Regions from separate parts of the Hordeum vulgare genome. Here region 2 is linked to region 1. A link is a contact called in public Hi-C data. All regions are on one chromosome and are shown on one strand. The core of a region is the stretch at or near the end of the contact, and the rest is flanking DNA. Distances in the headings are between cores, read along the strand shown.

Evidence for each region. A called contact is a pair of places that touch in the nucleus more often than the background predicts.
Region 2: a Hi-C map of leaf shows a contact between it and region 1, with 4 times the contacts expected there. The contact joins the enhancer-like site here to the promoter of LOC123397756 in region 1. A contact is called at or near these places in 3 of 6 Hi-C or Micro-C datasets (leaf and seedling).

Annotation. Positions count from the first base shown.
Region 1 is chr5H:138,343,627-138,346,639 of MorexV3_pseudomolecules_assembly, reverse strand. LOC123397756 (F-box/LRR-repeat protein 14-like) reads left to right here and starts at 1,386. Exons shown (of 3, transcript XR_006610021.1): 1 at 1,386-1,629; 2 at 1,962-3,013.
Region 2 is chr5H:138,843,085-138,846,097 of MorexV3_pseudomolecules_assembly, reverse strand. No RefSeq gene overlaps it. Among protein-coding and RNA genes, the nearest start is that of LOC123398627, 24 kb to the left of the region's middle. Within about 2 kb of position 1,392, at least 2 of the 3 cell types and tissues checked have open chromatin away from gene starts, as enhancers often do. A contact at or near this core is called in leaf, where this site is marked.

The DNA of each region.
Region 1 (3,013 bases), core at 137-2,636:
TTGTCGCCGTTGCCACGCTCACGGTTCTTCCGGCGCACGTCCTACTCCACCTCCGTCATCAGGAGGGTGCCGGAGCTTGAGCCGTCGGAGTCGTCGAGGCCGTAGCGCTCCTCCATAGAGCGGAGCCGCCCCGTCAACTCCTCGATCGTGAGAGTGCTCACGTCGAGCAGCGTCTCGATGGCAATCGCCACCTGTGAATAGCACCATGGAACAACTCGAAGGAACTTGGTGACTACCTTTGCATCTTCAATGTTGTCTCCGACAGTGCGCATGTTGTTGACGAGGGACGTGATCCGCATCCCGAACGCATCGACGGATTCCCCATCCTTGAAGGAGATGGACTCGAATTCGCTGCAGAGGCGTTGCGCCGTCGCTTGGCGCGCCCGCTCGACGCCCATCCTCAGCACCTTCACCGCCTCCCACGCCTCCTTCGCGGACGGCTTGACAGCAAGGATGCCGTGCATGTCCGCGGGCACGGCGCGCAAGATCGCCGCCATGGCCGCACTGTCCTCGCGCTCGACGTCGCACCCCAGCTCAATTGCATCCCAAAGGTCCTGGGCCTTCAGGTTGACCTTCATGACGAGTGCACACTCGGTGTAGTTGGTCGAGGTGAGCTCGGGGTAGACGAACGAGCCGCCGCCGTGCTCCCACACGACGCGCTCCTGGACCACCATGGCGCGGCTACTGCGCCTGGTCCTACTCCTTCCCCGTCGCAGCGACGGAGGAGTCAGGGACCTCACCGGCGAGCGAGCGCCGCCACGCCCATCGGCGGACATGGTCGCGGGATCGAGAAAAACGGCTCTGATGCCACTTGTTGCGATCAAAACGAGCGAGAGAGAGAGAGAGTTTTGTGCTGCGCAATTCTGCAACTTTTCTGCTTCGGCCTCCTGCCGTTTTATTCAGTGCGAAAGAAAACACATTACACGCGATCAGCCCACAATCGATCCAGACATGCCATCCCACGTTCACGATGCATGAGAGTCGGTCGTGCTGCTCGTAGCTACTCGCCATGGTGCGCACGTATTGTGGCCCTGACCTAATCTTTAGGGAAAGAAAAATTGAATCCTAACAGACTAGCTAACTCAAGGAAACAACGAAAGCTGGAAAAACTGACGACGCAAGACGGGTTCAACCCCAACAGTTATGTACTTTGTTTGGATAATTATTGCTTTTATATGTAGAAAGTGAGGTGAAATCCTATTGCGAAAGACAAGAGGGAGTAGAAGGAGGGTGTAGCGTTCTGCATGCGGGAGATGTCAGATGCTGATCTGACGGCTGCGAGAGGACAGATCGAACGGCTCAAGAGAGCACCGTTCTGGATCCTGGCCGGACGGCCGGCGCCACCGCCCTCCGGACCCTGCAAAGAAAACAAAATGAAACAGAGGCACACAGATCTCTCCACCGCGAAGAACAGTGCCTCCTGCGTTCTTCACCATCTGCAAAATATCTCGCCCCCTTGCGCTCGCCCGGAAAGACTAGGGTTTCAGGGTTCTCCTCATTCGGAATCAGTCTGGGACTTGCCCTTCAAATTTGACTGGAGACAGAGCCGTCCTCCCCCGGCCCATCCACGGCGGCCACCATTTCTGTCCCGTTCTTCTCAATCGGCATATCTCCGCTGGTTGGTTCGTGGTACGCACGGATTCGATTTCGTTTTTGCCCTTCCTTTCCGCTTCGGTTACTTGATTGATACAGGCGACAAGGAAACCAGTATTATCAGTAGCTAGGTTAGCTCGACCCTCTAGTTACATTGTTGTTCCGTTAATGTCGTATAATCGAATGTGCAAGCTGCGAAGTAAGCAAGTAAAGCACTGTACTGAATTTAGCTTATTGTTGATGTCTTGATGATGCGTTTAGTAGCTTCTTTCTTTGCCCAGCAATCTGATGAACACAACAATTATCAATTTTGATTGTAAATTATCTTCAGATGCTTCATTTTGATCTCATTATAGTTTATCTTTTAGTCCAGCACTCTGGATACTCAGTCCCAACTAGCACTCGATGGAGGATCTCCCGGAGGCACTGCTGGCAGAGATCGTCAAGAGGGTTATCAAAAGAAGTGACTTGAATTCTCTTTCCCTTGTCTCCAAGCGTCTCTTCGCCATCCAGGCTGAACAAAAGGGATCCATCCGGGTTGGTTGTGGCCTTTGCCTTGCCACTGAAGCTTTGGTGTCACTCTTCTCCCGGTTCCCCAATTTGTGGAAAGTAGAGATCGATTACGCTGGCTGGACACCTTCCCACGGGGATCAGTTAGACAACCATGACCTCTTTGTGATTATATCTTGCTGTCCCTCTCTGACCGATCTCACACTAAGTTTCTGTTCACAAATCGATGACACCGGTCTTGGTTATCTATGCTACAGCGAGAAATTGACTTCCCTCAGGCTGAACTCTGTACCTGAAATAACTTCTAGTGGACTTCTCTCGGTCGCAGTTGCTTGCAAGAGTCTGTCTTCCCTCCACCTTAGCAACTGTGAGAAAGTAGGCAGTACCGAGTGGCTGGAGTATCTAGGCTTGAATGGATCATTGGAAGAACTTGTACTCAAGAATTGCAGTGGAATCAGCCTGTATGACCTCATAATGCTCGGTCCAGGAAGGATGAAGCTACGCAAGTTTGAATTTCGAATGGGTGGATTATGGGATGTTCATGAGGGATATGGTCATATGGAAATCGATGGTTAGTCATGAAACTGACAATTGATGTTCCATGATTGTTGTTTGGTTTATGAGCAGTTAATTTTGGGGAAATTGCCAGCGAGAAGAATGAGATTTCGAGGGTCTTCTAGTTGACTATTTTCTTTGAGATGTCTTGCTGTAATATCTGTCAGCAGGAGACTTAATAACACGGCAAATTATTGGAGCTTTCATCAATGAAAATGTAAACATCCTGGACCGTTACAGTGGAAAACAGTACAAGAATGCCAGCCATGCAGTTGCTCTGGCTAGTGCTTGGCCTAAGAAGCAGGAGGGACATGCAGATAGAAAACTAATTCATGGTACTTTATCCCTTGGTAAT
Region 2 (3,013 bases), core at 143-2,642, 500 kb before region 1:
GATTGAACACATGCCTTGCCATACGAAAACGGCGACGGAATTTATCCGGTTTGAAGAGCGGTGTGTTCGCAAAGTAATTGACATAGAGTAGGGCCTGGCCTCTCTCCCTGTTGCGGTTCAGGTTCGGAGCACAGCCAGGGAGTGACCCCTGTATCGAGGAAGTTGCCGTTGGATGTGGTCATGAACCATCACTGCAGCCACCACAATATCTTCATCATCGGACGACGAATCATCCGATGAATAAATGAAGTGGTGAAAGAAAAACTCATCACCACTGTCCATACCTTTGCGGGCATAGTGTCGAACATCTTGCACTCGTGGTGGCAAAGAGGCCAGGATGGTCACCTCGATGAACGGGTGGTTGGTGGCCGGCTACTGGCCGCTCTGGGTACTCGTCAGAAGCTGCCGTGGCCGCCGTGGTACGTCGTCTGCGGCCGTATCCACTCTGCCGCCGGCTACGGCGGCGCTAGCCAAACCTCCTCCGATCGACGCCCAAACTAGGGCGAAAGCGGGGGCGTGGTGGCGGCCATGGCGAGACGGAGTTTGCTATGAACGGCCGGGGGATGAGGTGGCCGGAGAATAGCGACGGCGCCGTCGGCGGGGCGGGAGAGGGGGTGGAGGCGTTGGAATTTCTGGGAGTACTTGTGTCCCTGACACGCGGGTCACGGACGGACAAGGGCGTGCGGCGAGCGCGTCCGCGCGATGTCTGTTTCTTCCAAACTGGGCGCAAGTTTGGACCGGGGATGGATCGAAAACATACGAAATCCGGACATTTATCCGTTTGGGTCCGCGCGTTGAGCCGCGGTATTCATCTGTTCTACCCCAAACGGACGCGCGGATAAGATGATGTCGCACGGTGGAGTTGACCTTAACAGCGAGGTTTGAGTGTTTGAAACCAAAATGCATTTAAATTCTTGGTGGTTGGATCCTCATCGCATGGCTTCTAGGTCGTCTTCTACCTTCAGCCGCCCTCCTCCTGAACAACTCACGATCGCCCTTCTAAGCCACCCCGTTGATTAGATTTTTTTTCTTCCAGCGAGCCATCTGTCAACCTGCTTCCTCGCCTCTGCAGCAACGTCGGTCAGGGCCTCCTCCCTTCCCACCCATGCGAAATTAGCTTGTGGGTTCGTGTATTTGTTGGATCCGGCACATTCGAGCTCAAAGTTTGGAACGCAAAAAAGAGCAAGTCCGATGCAGCCTACGTACGTACGCGTGGAGGGATCCGTAAGAAGTGACAAGCGATCAAAGGCCAAGAGGAAGGGCACAAGAATCCGAGTCAGCCATCACGTTCGTGCATGCGCCTCAATGAAACTGCTCCATTGGCGGGAACCGCATGAGAAGTGGGAAAACCATGGGCCGGTCCGATCCAAGAAACCTCCTCACGTTGCGTCGCAGCCTTTCTCCGCCTCAGATTCTCCTTTTAAGTTCCCCTGGTCGGTCGGCGCATGCGTGTACCGGCTGACTGAGGGTGGTCGCTTTTCCTAACTCTCTGTTTGTGGACGGGATTGCACCTCCGGCTCAGCATGACGGCACCAACTTTTCTGCAGCCAAACCGATCCAGCAACGGCACCGGCTTTTCTTGTCTAATTGTCTTTGTTAAATTGATCCGAGTGTTGCTAGCTCGTGTTCGGCCACAGGACGAGACGAATTAAAATGACGCTGCTGGCGGGCCAGGGAGCAAGATGGATTCTTTCGAGTTTGGATCAAAGTCGGTGTTGGACGGCCCTCCGAACCAATCAATCAGTACACGGAAATCATTCACATAAACCTCTTTGATGTGCCCTCCCATAATTCATTGAGCTTTGGTCCACCATCCGCGACTTCCCACTTGAGATGCAACCGAGATTAGCGACACCTTACTGACCAACTATAGTAACGAGGAGGGAGGATCTCTATGCTACATACCATATATTTTAGCAACTAGAATTTACTACATGAAATGAATATAAAAATAAAAAAAAGATAAGAACATCTCTTTGTTGCATAATTTAATATATCTATTTTATTTTTTACCAGTACAGATATGTGACCATATTCTCACTTTTTATATGCACCTATATTAACTTTACACAACACCATGAGTTTCTTTACTATTTTAGGAGATGTCCAAAGCCGGTAAGGGGAACATGAACATGAATGTTCAGTGGTCCGCTCCCCCCCCCCCCCCCCTGTGTCATATGTTTATAAGACAAGAAGCATTTTAAATTTACGAGCACATTGGAATGAGGACATCAATAATAGCCCCTGCAGCTATACATACTAAATCAATTACTAGAGCTTGCGCACGTCATTTGAATTACCAGATTCTTCCGTTTTTTAAAAATCCTTTTAATGTTTCATGAATATATGATGGTGCCTGAATTAGATACTTTTATTTTACTTATGAATGAAGGACCTAGCATGGACAAGAAGGATGATCATTGGAGTGGAATCAAACATGGAGAAGAAGGTGTGCGTAGGGGAAAGAACAATGGAGTTTGCAGTGATAATTTTCGCACTTTGAAACCACCGTTAGAAGAGCATGAAGGCTTGGACGAAATATACAAGATGCCACTTCATAAATTTTATCCATAGGCTATTATAGGTGACGCGTCACCTTATTTTTGGGCCAGGCCCATGTAATTTCGAAATACGACATTATATAGGCTGTTTTTAGAGTCTCTATGTGTTGGAAAACTGAGTTAGGGTTGGTTTCGGACCCCTCCTCCAAGGGGTCATGAAATTCCCGTCTATTCCCCGCATATATACAACCCTTAGGGCGCCGTTTAGACTCGGGTTTTGTTTATATTATAAATTCGTCATAGCTACAACTTCGCGTCCTTCGTTTATGTTCCACGATCAAACCAAGACGTCACAAAACCCCACTTTCATCAATAAAGCTTCCTCTTACATTTGCAATATCCAGATTGCAATTTCAGTTTCTTGATCGTTCTTTGTTTGCGTGCGGAAATTGACCCTCGTGGTTAGGTTGATTGTGCTCCAACGTGGTCAATAACCTCTCGAAGTTGGTTTA